Regions from separate parts of the Sus scrofa genome. Here region 2 is linked to region 1. The links are chromatin contacts, called in public Hi-C maps. All regions are on one chromosome and are shown on one strand. Each heading gives the region's core, a stretch centred on a gene start, on an enhancer-like site or on the middle of the called end of the contact. The rest is flanking DNA. Distances are from core to core; before and after follow the strand shown. Region 1 holds the start of MED13 (mediator of RNA polymerase II transcription subunit 13). Region 2 holds the start of INTS2 (integrator complex subunit 2).

Region 1 (6,948 bases), core at 2,698-5,197:
GGATGAAGAAGTTAAAGAACAGTTTTAAATGTAGATAACCAAGCGAATCCACCTTTCAAAGAGTGGAAGACAATAGGTGATTATCAACCCAAGGCGACCTCTAGATTCATCTTAAGATTCCTGATCGGCTCTCTTATTTTACTTGGATTATCTCTTTTAATTGTCACAACGACTCTAACATTTAGGTGCTATGATTTCATCCATTTGACAAATGAGTAATGGGAAGTTAGGGAGCTAGCAGGCATGGTGTAGAGTTTGGCCCTAGTTTGTCCAGTTTGACCCTAGTTTGTGCCATATCTATCGAGATGATGAGCACCTTGTATGTGCTGTGCCTTGTCCTTATATGACCTAACAGACACATACTAGGTGACAAGTATGTGTAGTAAAGTGTACATATAGTATGACTTCAACTATGAAGCTATATATCTATATGTGAATATATATTTCACCCTTCAACTTTTCCATATCTTCCAAACTTTTGACAATATACAATACTGTTTTTGTGTCTCTCCATTATTATTTAAATCACACAAAATGTCACTTTAAGAGAACATACAAGGCTGCGGACATGGGCTCTGTGTGCTGTGACCACTCCCCTCTCCTTCCCATTCCCCTTCGAGCTGGTGTCCCTCTCTTCCATTTTGCGTCTCCATTCTTTCTCTTTCAACCTCTCTTCTACTTTTTCACTTCTCCTCCCGCCTCCCCTCTCCCTTCTTTTTGAGAAGACTGACATTGAATCAAATGTTACTTCTTACCTGGTGGTTTCAAGCAGATTCTTTGAGCCTCTGGAGTCCCAAGGAAGGTGCTCAAGTTGGGGGCAGGGCGCTTAAGGGCAAGACTTCTAAAAAGGATGATTTTGGATAAAATAAATGGTGGGAGAGGATTTCCCCTTGTGGCTCAGGGGAACCTGACTAGTATCCATGAGGCTGGGGCTTCAATTCCTGGCCCCGCTCAATTAAGATCCAGCATTGCGTGAGCTGTGGTATGGGTCACAGACACGGCTCAGATCCAGTGCTGCTGTGTGGGAGCTGTCACTCCGCTTTGACCCCTAGCCAGTGAACTTCCATATGCTGCACCTGCGGCCCTTAAAAAAAAAAAAGTGGGGGAGAGCATTGCAGGGTGAGTGACAAAAGCAGCGGAAACTAAGGTCTGAGGATTCCTTCAGTGAAAGAGAGATGAGTAGAGGGTCTCTTACCTTACTGGGATTACTGCCTCCCTGTGCAGGAACTCAGAGAGGATGTGGACCTTAGCTGATTTGACCTCCTGGATTGAATTAGTCCTGGGTGTATAATTGACTTTGATATGTGGCCTTTGGATCTGAATTGGGTTTAATAAGATTTAACTGCTTCAGAGGGCTTTATAAGAATTCATTTTATCTTTCAAATCTGATTTCAAATGCTACCTACTTTGAAAGGCCTTCTCTGACTTTGGTGCTCTTCCTCCAGCACTCCTATTGTGCCACAGTTGATACATACCTTATTCACACAATTACCTACATTGCATTGTATCTTACTCTATGGGAAATGGTTCCTTTATGCCTTGCTTCAGGAATCCTTAGGGATATGCATGTATCTTATTCATATTTGTATCCTAGGCCTAGCACAGACCAGGAGCACACTTAGTTGAACAGCAGGTGTTCAATAATGATTTTTTTTAAAGGATATTAATAGCTAACATGCAGTCGCACTGTGACAAGCCTTATGCCTACACTGTTTCATCCACTGGATACTTTAGGAGAAAAGTACTTTTATTATCCCTATTTTACAATGAGAAGACTGAGCATAAGAAATTAATTTAGGAGTTCCCGTTGTGGCGCAGTGGCTAACGAATCCGACTAGGAACCATGAGGTTGCGGGTTCGGTCCCTGCCCTTGCTCAGTGGGTTAAGGATCCGGCGTTGCCGTGAGCTGTGGTGTAGGTTGCAGACGCGGCTCGGATCCCGATTGCTGTGGCTCTGGCGTAGGCCGGTGGCTACAGCTCCGATTGGACCCCTAGCCTGGGAACCTCCGTATGTCGTGGGAGCAGCCCAAGAAATAGCAAAAAAAAAAAAAAAAAAAAAAAGAAATTAATTTAATCTAAAGTCAAATTTGATCCAAGATCAACTAGCAAGTGGCAGAACTTTTTCTATAGGCTTTTCCCTTTAAGATCTGGGCTCTTCACCCCCATAGATAAATCAATGGATAGAAGAATGCTTTTCATTCTGTGGCTGAAGAAGTGACATGGAAGAACCCACCATTATTTTACAGCGGCAATTAAGATTTAAAATTATGGTAAAGCCTGACTTGCTGATGTTTCCAATTTTTTGGTCACCTTTACTTCTTCCTCCCCTCCTCTCTCCTGCCCTCCTTCCTTTCAGTCTCTGTCTCTGTCTCTCTTTCTCTCCCCTCTAAAATTCTCAGGAAAAATGTTTGAACCCTTACTTTGAAGTGTAATCCAGTCAATAACTGAATGTTTCGTGGGGAAGGAAACTAATGTCTTATTGGGTTCCTACTTCTTACTATTAATTCATCTGCAAATTTACAGGTATCAAGCACCTACTGTGTGCTAGGAATTTTTTTTTTTTTAAGACGCCAGAGAGATAGCGGAAAACCAAAGTAAGTCCCAGTTCTCCTGGAGATGACACTCTAATGGGCACTTTACATACACTGGTTCACTTACTCCTTACAATAACCATATGAGGTAATGATGACAACAACAATAGATCAGTCTAAACAATGCATATCTGTGCCCAGCACTTGTCTACCTGCTTTCTTTGTATTAATTCAATTACCACAACAACCCTGTGAGGCAGGGGATATGTTTTCCTCATTTTACAGATGAGGAAACTGAGACAGAGAGGTAAGTGATTCTCTCAAGCTTCAAACCCAAGCAGTGGGGCTCTAACTCCCAGGCTGTTAGCCGCATGACTATATTGTTTCATTTACGTTTCGTTCGTAATATCACAACTTTCAAGCGGCTGAGTCCTATCGCAGATCTAACTCCCAGGCCCACGGGTTTGCGCTGCACCCCAGTGGCCTTGTAGAATAAAGGAGAAGATCTAGGAATTTTTGCAACACTTCTAAGGAATTCAAACGGATTTCAACGTAATTCCCAGATTTGTTATGTGAACCCTGTAAATTCCCCGGGAAGAAGTAAGATAGGGCCAGGGCCCTGGGTCATCTCACGGTGGCCGGGGCACCCAGCAGATGGCGCTATCTTAGTAGCCACCAGCTGGCTGCCCAGTCCCCCTGGGCTCACCGCCTCTGCTGAAAGCTTCCCGGCTCTCCTTCGCTCCCTTCTCTCTCCCCCTCCCCACGGAGCCCGGGCGCACGTGACCTCCAGGCGGCCAATGGGCGAGCAGAGAGGGCGAGCTGGTCCCTGTGGCCGCCATTAAAGCGAAGGGAAAACCCGTGAATTCGGATTAAAGGGGGAAAAACACCGCCCGCTGGGCCCACAAAATGGGGGAGACTACGGCGTCCCGGCGGTGAGGCCGCAGGAGAGCGGACGTTAGGCCGGCTTGGCCCAGGGACGACACGAAGACACAGCCAGAGAATGGTCTGAGCCCGCAGACGCCGCCACCACCTCCGCCACTGAGGAGACTCTGGGCTTAAGGACATCGCCGCTGCCGGGTCGGGGGCCTGGGCTTCTCTCCCGGTTCTCGCCCTTCCCGCCCCTCTGCGGGCGCCTCCCCGCCCGGGAGAGCCCTCCAGGGCCTGGGATCTGCCCTCTCGGACTCGATTTTAATTATTTATTGTGTAATTTATTATATTTTCTTGTGGCAGGGGCACACATCCCCTCTGTCCCCGAGAGGGACGGGCGTCCGCGGGCTCCGCGGCGGCCGCAGTCCGGCCCGCGGGGCGAGCGCGGCGCGGCCCTCCCGCCTCCGGCTCTCGGCCCCGGGCGGCTGGGTGCCGGCCGGGCGGCGGGGACTGCTCGCGGCGGCGGGGGGGTGGGTGGGGAGGGCGGGCGGCCCGGCGGCCTCCTCTTCCACCGCCCCCCAACCACCACCCCCCCGCCCTCCCCGGTGTCTGTGTTTCTCTCTCTGGTCGGAGGCGGCGGTAATGGCGGATGGTGGGTTGTGGCGCCGGCGACGGCTGCTGTGAGGGACGATGAGTTCCTCCTTCGTGCCGAACGGGGCCAGCCTGGAAGATTGTCACTGTAACCTCTTCTGCCTGGTGAGTGCGGGGCGGGGGCCACGGCGAGCGGGCGTTGGGGGAGGGGCCGCGAGGTGCGCCCTTGGGCCGTGGGGGAGGGGGTCCGGGTCGGTTCCAGATGCCGGAGTCCCCGGGCTAGGCCCAGCCGGAGCCGGAGCCGGCGCGGCGGCCAGCTCGGCACCAGCCCGGCGGCCGCGGTCCTCTCCGGCGGTCCCGGGCGCTGTGTTTCGAGTGTCGGCCCTTTTTCTCGTTTCTGACTCTTTTTCCCCCTCCTCTGGTAGTCTGGTCTTTAACTTGGGCTCCTTATCCGGCAGGACACTAGCCTTTCCCTCTGTTTCTTGCTTAACTGTTGCTCTCCTCCTCATGGACCGTGTATCCCTTCTTCACACTTACCCATTATTGCCCGTTCTCCTTCTGTCTCACTCTGCTCATCTGGTTTCCCCCCAAAAAGCGGACCCCGGAACTTAAGCACTCTTTTCGTTGTCCATTTTTTATTGTGAGTCAAACTATATAGGGGGGTTGGTTTCTTCCTTGCGCGACTTCAGGCTCTGTGTAAAAAGGAGTAGATGCCATTTCATATGTTTTTTCTTCAAACTTTGAAAACAACTTGCCATTTTGACAATTTTTAGCCATTTTGCTTTTATTAGAACATTATGTTTGTGAGAGTGGAGCGAACCAGAGGAGGAGGTGCTGTGGTTTTGCACTAAATATTTTTGTATTTGTCTAATTTGCCTTCGTTTTTAGCATATTTTGAGGGGGCTGTTCCTTTTTTTATTGGAAAGTCAGGGAAAGCTAGATTTAGGGATGATAATTGTGTACGTTGGCCCAGATCTGGGAACATCCAATAAAGACTTTCAAAAGTACCAACTGTTGCAAATATTTAGTTTTCAATTGGATAGTAACTTAGCTTCATCAGTGATTTAAAGTTTAGGTGACTTTCTTTTTTCATTTTCCCTATCCTATGAGAAATATTAAGAGAGTGTGTGATAGGTAAGTGAATTGAGTGGGCGGAGCACAACTAGTTGGCCAGTGTAAACTGCCAGTCATGTATCAGCAGTTTCATTTTTGGCACCTTGCGCTTTGCACCTTTAAGTTAGATTCAGAATTACAAGTTCGCTCTAATGAATTTCTTTTCACGATGCTAAACTGAGATCTTTAATTTTTATCTAAAAAATAAAATGTTTTCTTGTACAGTGTCCATTAATTTGCATCTCTTGAGCTGTAAGAAGACAGCGGGTTTTACATTTCTGTCTTCTCCAACTCAGTCTATTTTTGGTACTTTTAGGATCAGGTTCTTTGAAGATAAGACTAGCACAAATCTGACGGTTCTTTGTCAGCAGCTATTTGACTTTTCCTAAAAGGAATATGTAAAGATTTAACAAGATTTTTTTTTCAGTTGTAGTTCAGGTTTCTTTTCGTTAGAGCCATGACTTCTATAAACATGGAATGATGAGTCTTTAAAAATTAATTTTCTGTTATAAGTTTGTCACCAAGGAACAAATGTAACCAGTCAGAACAGAAGTTAGGACAGAGAGCAAATGTTTACTCAGTGTGCAATGTTAAAGTACATGTTTATGTTTAATATTAAGCTTCTTTTATTTCTCCTTGGGACACATTTATTGACTTGTTATTTAGTGACATGTCAGTGTTAATTTTTAAATTGTTTTTGTTCTTTTCCTTTGATTTTTGGTTATTGAATTATCAGAACTAATAAACATTTTTGGGGTCAATCTGCTTTCGATATCCTGAGCATACATTAAAAATTGTAATGACTTAATGAAGAGACTTTAAAGCAAGTGCTTTTGATTTTGAGTGAATATGCCCTAATAAAAAAATCATACTTTGTTTTCTTCAGGCTGACTTGACGGGAATTAAGTGGAAAAGATATGTATGGCAAGGCCCAACTTCTGCCCCTATTCTGTTTCCGGTGACAGAGGAAGACCCCATTTTGAGCAGTTTTAGTCGCTGCCTTAAGGCAGATGTGCTTGGTGTTTGGCGGCGAGATCAAAGACCTGGAAGAAGAGAATTGTGGATATTTTGGTGGGGTGAAGACCCCAATTTTGCTGACCTTATTCACCATGACTTGTCAGGTGAAAGCAACTTACATTTCTAACTAATGATGTAGCCATGTATACTCTTCCCAAAAACGTTTGTATTACAAATTAAGATTGAGGGGGGGTGGAACATTGTTGGGTATGAAACCAGATAAAATTTCAGCTTCATGTTTCATTTCACTGGTTATTTTATTTTACTCAGAATTATGCTTATTATGGCAGGCTTTTTAAGGCTTTAAAAACTTTATTCTTTATTCTTTTTAGCTTTCTCATGAATTTTTGGCAGACAGGGCCTAAGGAAGGCATGCTACATTAATTACCCTAAAAATGTAACCAGGGGAACATTACCTAACAAAGTCATAAAATACTTTTGAAGCCAAGTTTAATTCATCTTTGAGTCATTTCTGCCACTGCTTTCTTCTGTATGAATATGCAGACCGTTGTAGAAGTATCTAGAAGTGTTGTAATTTTCTCATATTTTTTTTTAGGCATATAGTAATTTTTTAAATTTGCAATTCTTAAAAAATTAACATATGAAGGCATTTGTTAATTTTGTTATCCTTGGAAAGGGATTCATTTATTTTAGATACTGTTCCATCAAAGGCTATCTTTAATATAAAAATAGCTTTTATAGTGGGACATGGGATCATAATCTAAAAAGTTAGAGAAATAATTTTATTATGAGCAAATCAGTAAGACTACTGCCAGTGTTATTTTCTTGACATTTAGGACCAAAGGTTACTTTAGAAAAAGAAACTATAG
Region 2 (6,948 bases), core at 2,553-5,052, 100 kb after region 1:
AAAAGAATAAGGAACAAACACTATTGCTGCCGAATGCCATAACACTGAGTTGTACAAATTGTGATTGAGGAAATGAAAAGGTTTATACTTTTTAAAAAAAACAAAAACAAAAAAAACTTCAAATGGAATAAATTATTCATGAAGCCTTCATTGTGGTGTCTCATTCTGTTGAAATATTTCCATCTTAAATTTGTGTAAAAAGTAGTAGTAGTATTTTTGTGTCATTTATAAATGAAAAGGGGCAATCTAAAAACTGGTTGATGGACTTTTAACTTCTTTGAAGTACTTTATTTTTTAAAAAGATTTTAATCATATTGGTGTTTAATATGACAGGAAAATTGTGTATATACATAAATACTAATTCCCTTTAGGCTGATCAGTTTGATATGAGTTTTCTAGTCCAAACAAGCTACTTTCAAATATTCAAAGCTTAGTTCTAATTTTTTTTAATCACAAATGTTTTTGAAACATAAGTGTTGTTCATATATGAACAATCCATTGAAAATAACTCTGCCCATTTTGTATAAGCAGCCATTTAAACTATTTCTTGTCCCTAAGTTCCTGCTGGGGTACAATGGGATTGGCAGTGTCTTAAGGAGCAATGGGATGCAGGTTTGATCCCTGACTCCACACAGTGGGTTAAGGATCCGGCATTGCTACAGCTGCGCTTTAGGTCGAGACTTCAGCTTGGATCTGATCCCTGGCCTGGGGACTCCACATGCCACGGGGCGACCACAGTATTTTTGTCCATGCTTAAGCTGAGTAGGGACAAAGCACCAAAATTGTTCTGGCTCAGATTTGTCCCTGGCCTGGGAACTTACACATGCTGTGCCAGCAGCCAAAGCAAACAAACAAAAATTGTTGGTCTTCTGTATTTACTATCATGTATGTCCTGATATTAAACTGACCTGACCTTAGTCTAAATTAGCACTATGCAGTGCCATGTAAGGTATTAGATAAGAGAACCTTATCTGGGTGGACCACTGAAACATCCTTCTAAATGGTCTACTTTCAGTACGTTCTTTACTTGGTAACTGAAAATCCTTTATAGTTGCTTCTTGCTCTAAAGATAGATATTAAAAGACTTAGATGATCTGTCCTCTGCCTATTTCTTCACAAGCCTCAAAATGGCCTGTGAAGCCATTGTTCTTCTAGGCATTTGAGTTCTTTGAAAGCTCCTTGGTTATTCTTTTTTTTTTTTTGTCTTTTTTTGCTATTTCTTGGGCCACTCCCGTGGCATATGGAATATTCAAGAATTTAGCTTTAGTGTGAGTTTTGCAAATAATTAAAATGAAGTTACAAAATTTTAATTACATGGAATTCTTATTTTCACAGTAGTGGAAATAGTTTAGGATCATATAAACATAACTAGTTTGATAAGCCCTCTAAAGTGATGTGAATGGCAATGTAGTGCATACACAAGAGGGAATAGCTGAAATCAAGCTCATATTACTTCACACTGATAAACCGTACATTCAGCAGGTTATTAGTAAGGTTTCATAACTCATACTTGAATTATTAAAAACACCAATATTAAGTACCATACTGTGTGCCATAAACACAGTTCTTGCCCACAAGGTACTTACTTTCTGGTGAGAGGGACAGACGAGTTCTAACAACTATGGTGTAATATGTGAAATGCTATGATGAAAGAAGCAAAGAGTGCCTTGGGAGCATTGAAGAAGGGTACTTTAATGAAGAGACAGGTGATTTGTCAGGGAAGGATTTCGAAGCAAGGGAACACTAGAGGTAAGAAAGGATACTTGGGAGTTACTACATAAAGAGAAAAGGTATTCCAGGTAGAAGGAATAGTAAGAAGGCTCTTGAATAACATGAAGGATTTGGGAAATAAGCTGTTCAGACTAGAATGGAGGCACCATGGTAAGATATGACAGGAGTCCAAGCTAAGAGAGGTCAGACCACAAAAAACATTGTCTTTTGAATGCCACCTTAAAGAAAGTGAACTTTATCCCCAAGCAGGAAAGGGTTTTAGGAGCTGGGATGATTCAGAGTTGGTTGAACAATCATATCTCAAAAGGCTTAACTGGTGGAGCTAGGTCAACTAGAGAGATGTCTCAATGTTAACCTATGGAACCTTGCCTGGACCTAAGTCTACTCAACATGTTATCCATAAAATTAACATAGATATGATAGGTTTAGCCAAAGTAGACAGCCAGTATAAAAGAAGAATAAAAAAGACTTTGACCGGAGTTCCCGTCGTAGTTCAGTGGTTAACAAATCCGACTAGGAACCATGAGGTTGCAGGTTCCATCCCTGGCCTTGTTCGGTGGTTAAGGATCTGGCGTTGTCGTGAGCTGTGGTGTGGGTGGCAGACGAGGCTTGGATCTGGCATTGCTGTGGCTCTGGTGTAGGCTGGCGGCTACAGCTCTGATTAGACCCCTAGCCTGGGAACCTCCACATGCCTAGGGTGAGGCCCTAAAAAGACAAAAAGACAAGTAAAAAAGATCTTGACAGGCAGAAACAATTGAAGAAATCTTACAAAACAGGGTAACTATAAAAAGAGTTCCACGTTGAGAAAACTGGAGCTAGATCACTGCTGAGATCTTTTTACTTTTGAAATTCTATTTCCAAGGAACATGGGTGCTCCTTTAAATCCCTAAGTCTTCTAATTTCTAGAAAGTCATTTACTGGGCAATAACTTATGTAAAAGCACCTATGATGCCTGAGACTGGTTTTTTTTTGTTTGTTTGTTTTTTCTTTCTTTCTCTTTTTTTTTTTTGTTTCCTGGCTAAGTCTGCAGCATGTGATGGTTAGGGATGGAACCTGAGACACAGCAGCCACCCAAGCCGCTGCAGTGACAACGCCAAATCCTTAACTTTGCTGCACAAGAGAACTTCTCCTTTTCTTTTTAAATTTTTAAAATTTATTATTTTATTAAAGTATAGTTGATTTACTGTGTTGTGCCAGTCTCCTTTTCTTTCTTTCCCAACCTGATTGAAAATTAAGGTAGAAAAGAATAAATCAAAGCCATTCAGGGGTGAGAATGTTCACTTCATCCAGGACTTAGAGTATAGGAACTATATAACACATTTCATCAAACAAATATAAGACACCAGTAATTGTAAAACATTATTTCATGTACCACTAAGGAAAAAAATGCTGTACATACATATATACATACATGTATACATACATATATACATATATTCTTTTTTGGTGTGTGTGTGTGTGTTTCAGGGCTGCACCCATGGCACATGGAGGTTCCCAGGTTGGGGTCGAATTGAAGCTGTAGCCACCGGCCTACGCCAGAGCCACAGCAACGCGGGATCTGAGCCGCGTCTGCGACCTACACTACAGCTCACGGAAACGCCGGATCCTTAAGACCCACTAAGCGAGGCCAGGGATCGAACCCACGTCTTCATGGTTCCTAGTCGGATTCGTTAACCACTGAGCCAAAACGAGAATTCCTTGATGACTTTTTAAATTCTTCTACAAACCCAGGATTCCAGAACTTTGGTGCTGGAAGGGCACAGGCAGAGATGGAAAAGAAATGTATGCAGTCTGATTCCTTTCGTGTTCTGATCAATGAACAGTGGGGACAACTTTAACATTCCGTTTCCATACTAATGTACGTATTCATTTGAACGCCACGGTAGTCCTGTGACGATGAAACTGCACTTCGTAAGGACTTAATGATTTACCTTAAAAAGAGTCAGCTGGTAGGGTCTGGAAAGGAGACTGAAGACAGCTAGCAACCTGCTAAATCTTCTCGAGTGAACTTGGCAGAGCAAACCAAGGGGGAGGAAGGGGTGGGGCCGCGCACGCGCGCCGTTGCCTCTGAGCGACGTCTGCGGGTTTCCTTTCACAGCCAGCCACTCTTCCTCTCAGTCCAGTACGGTGGCCGACCGGAGCCAGACGCTGGGGATGAATGAAGGTGCTGTGTGCAGGTTGAAACGGTCTGCTCTGCTTTCCTCTCCCTTCAGTCCGGGCTCTGCCTTTGTGCAGGGTCCGCATCCAGCCCCTATCGCACCGCCGGACCAATGGGTTCTGGCGTCTGGGTTTTTGGTGTCCAGGTCGACTCAGGGCACAGCTAGGGTTGGGGAATCCGGATTATCGCCTAGGCCCAACTTCGGACCGCGCTCTCGATTTCTACCGCGTCCCGCCTCTAGAGCGTGGAATCCGGGTGGGGTCCCGGGAGGTTGGAGGGTAGATCTTAAGGTATGAAGCTTCCGCTTCTCAGGCTCTTAGAGCGTTCCGAGGTCCGTGTCCGCCACCGGCCCGACTTTTCTCAGCCAGAGGAACTGGTTGGTTCTCTTTACGCCCAGGGCGAGACCTATGAGCACACAGGTCTTGACGCCTCTGCTCTATCAGCCCGCCCCTCTGTTAAAAGGCCAGCTCCTCTTGCTAAAATTAAAAGCAAAACAGCATTTCTGCCCACGACTCTTTGTTATTTACGATTCTGCAGTTTTGTGGGTCTCAGAGGGGATGGCTTTGGCTACCTGCTACTTGCTGTTTTGTTTCTGATTACTCTTGAAGACAGAAAAGTGCCCAAGTGGGACTCAGCTTTCTCCCACAGCTAATTGCACCTCCACAGCTGTTTTGTTTTTGTTTTTGTTTTTTTAAACTTAGGAACACAGGAGGTATGGCATACTGTTTTTGTCTCCAGAGCGTTGAATCTGGCATTGCTTCTGGCTAGTGAGGCTATTTAATAGTGGTTCCACCGACTCGTGGAGGGTGGGAAAGAGAAGTCTAACAGTGCTTTACGGATGTTGGGTAGGCATGTGAAACGAAAGAGGAGCGTTCTTTACTATGCTGATCTTTTACTCTACGTTGTGGCACTCATGACTGGTATAGTGGAGAAAATATTGGACTGGGTTTTAGTAGATGAGAGTTCAGCGTTAGATTTTGCCACTGACTAGTAATACTACTCAGAGCCAGTTACTTAGTCCCTCGGGGTTTCATATTCCTTCTTTGCAAAATGGGAGTATTACAACAGAAGATCCCCAAGGCTGGAAGAGACGTTAATATACTCTGTTTTCTTTCTCATTTTCCAGATGGCAATAGAAACATAGGGAGCCTTTAATTGTGCCAGGAATATTGCCAGCGACTAGTCCTATTAACAAGAGACCACATTTTTCAGAGTTGTTAAAAAGAGAGGCATTCATGCATGTGGAGTTATACCCCTACTTTCTCTTTCTTTTCTTTTTCTTCATCTTCTTCTTCTTTTTTTTTTTTTTAACCACTAGGATCAACTGTGATAATGACCGAGTGTACAAGCCTTCAGTTTGTCAGTCCTTTTGCTTTCGAAGCAATGCAGAAGGTGGATGTTGTTCGTTTGGCATCTTTAAGCGATCCAGAATTAAGACTTCTCCTGCCCTGCTTGGTGCGGATGGCACTTTGTGCTCCTGCTGACCAGAGCCAAAGCTGGGCTCAGGATAAAAAACTCATCCTTCGTCTTCTTTCTGGAGTAGAAGCTGTCAATTCCATTGTTGCATTGTTGTCTGTGGACTTTCATGCTTTAGAACAGGACGCCAGCAAAGAACAGCAGCTTAGGTAATGTAATATCTAATCTGTGGCTTGGTATTTACTTGGATTTGCTAAAACAGAAAGAATCCAGTATTTTTATTTGTAATTAAAATTCTATGATCTTTTGAATTCCATCTTATAAAATGTTGTGCTGAGAACTTTGTGTGCACTTTGTATTCAGGGTAAGTCCTTAGGCCAGTTACTTTCAGTGGGAAAAGGGTGGGATAAGTTCCTCTGGAGTAGAACGATTTCCTGAAATCTCTTGGGAGGCTTTTTTAAGCTTACATTGATTCCCCCAAATTCTGGGCATATATTTTGTCCTTCTTTGCCTGTTGTGAAGCCAGTAGTGAGCCACTGTAGTTAATGAAAGTGGATATTAACTGTCAGTTGTGATGGAGTCTTTACATAGGTTGTAAATTCCTGAAATAGATGAACAACCTGAATAGGATTTTAGAAGTAATCCATTTATGAAGTATATGAAAAGAATTCATGCATTATTTTGTAGATGATGGTGATTATTTTTTATGGCCATACTCGAGGAATATAGAAGTTCCTGGGCCAGGGATTGATACCAAGCTGCAGCTGCTTGAAACCAAGCTGCAACTTCAGCCTTCTCCATGGCTGCAGCAGTGCCAGATCTTGTAACCCACTGCACTGGGCCAAAGATCAAACCCATGCTCGGTGACCTGAGCTGCTGCAGTCAGATTCTTAACCCATTGTGCCACAGCGGGAACTCCTAGATTATTTTTATGAGGTAATTTTCACCCTGTCATTTCTGTGCCAGTGTTTTTATAAATGTTGTGCATGTTTGTACTTTATCAGGCATAAACTTGGAGGAGGCAGTGGAGAGAGCATCCTGGTATCACAGCTTCAGCATGGACTGACTTTAGAGTTTGAACACAGTGATTCGCCTCGTCGCTTGCGTCTTGTGCTTAGTGAATTGTTGGCAATTATGAACAAGGTACATTTATTTTAACCACAGCTCAAAATATACATGATTTGATCTCTACACTTAGAAGGTAGAAGAAACAGGCCAGAAGGCAGCCAGGTTGCATCCTCTTGTACAATATTTCTGTTTTTTATGTAAGTGTTATCCTTTCAGAGGCTCAAAAAGTATTAAATGCCTGACTTTAAAGCCTGTGAGAAAGAAGGTGTACATGTATGTGTAACTGGGTCACCATGTTGTACAGTAGAAAATTGACAGAACACTGTAAACCAGCTATAATGGAAAAAAAAATCATTATATATAAAAAATAAAAATAAAAAAATAAAGAAAGCCTGTCAGTTTCTAATTAGTATTTCCTCTCATAATGTGCCTGTTCTGCATACTTTTATCATGAGGATATTTTTCGGTATGGAGTCCATACAATGGCTTCTGGATAATTAGGAAAATATAGACTTCAAGACTTATATAAATAACCAAATTTGATAATATCTCTATAGGATATAATTTCACCCCTA

What was found. A called contact is a pair of places that touch in the nucleus more often than the background predicts.
Region 2: a Hi-C map of skeletal muscle shows a contact between it and region 1, with 4 times the contacts expected there. The contact joins the promoter of INTS2 here to the promoter of MED13 in region 1. A contact is called at or near these places in 3 of 5 promoter capture datasets (fetal liver, fetal skeletal muscle and liver), 7 of 47 Hi-C or Micro-C datasets (blood, embryonic fibroblasts, fetal heart ventricle and 4 more) and 2 of 2 datasets of contacts at active chromatin or transcription factors (alveolar macrophages and skeletal muscle).

Annotation. Positions count from the first base shown.
Region 1 is chr12:36,329,794-36,336,741 of Sscrofa11.1, forward strand. MED13 (mediator of RNA polymerase II transcription subunit 13) reads left to right here and starts at 3,948. Exons shown (of 31, transcript XR_002337203.1): 1 at 3,948-4,153; 2 at 5,988-6,222.
Region 2 is chr12:36,430,591-36,437,538 of Sscrofa11.1, forward strand. INTS2 (integrator complex subunit 2) reads left to right here and starts at 3,803. Exons shown (of 25, transcript XM_021067302.1): 1 at 3,803-3,908; 2 at 5,208-5,514; 3 at 6,310-6,448. The coding sequence starts at 3,890. It overlaps MED13 (mediator of RNA polymerase II transcription subunit 13), which reads left to right. Exons shown (of 31, transcript XR_002337203.1): 31 at 1-150.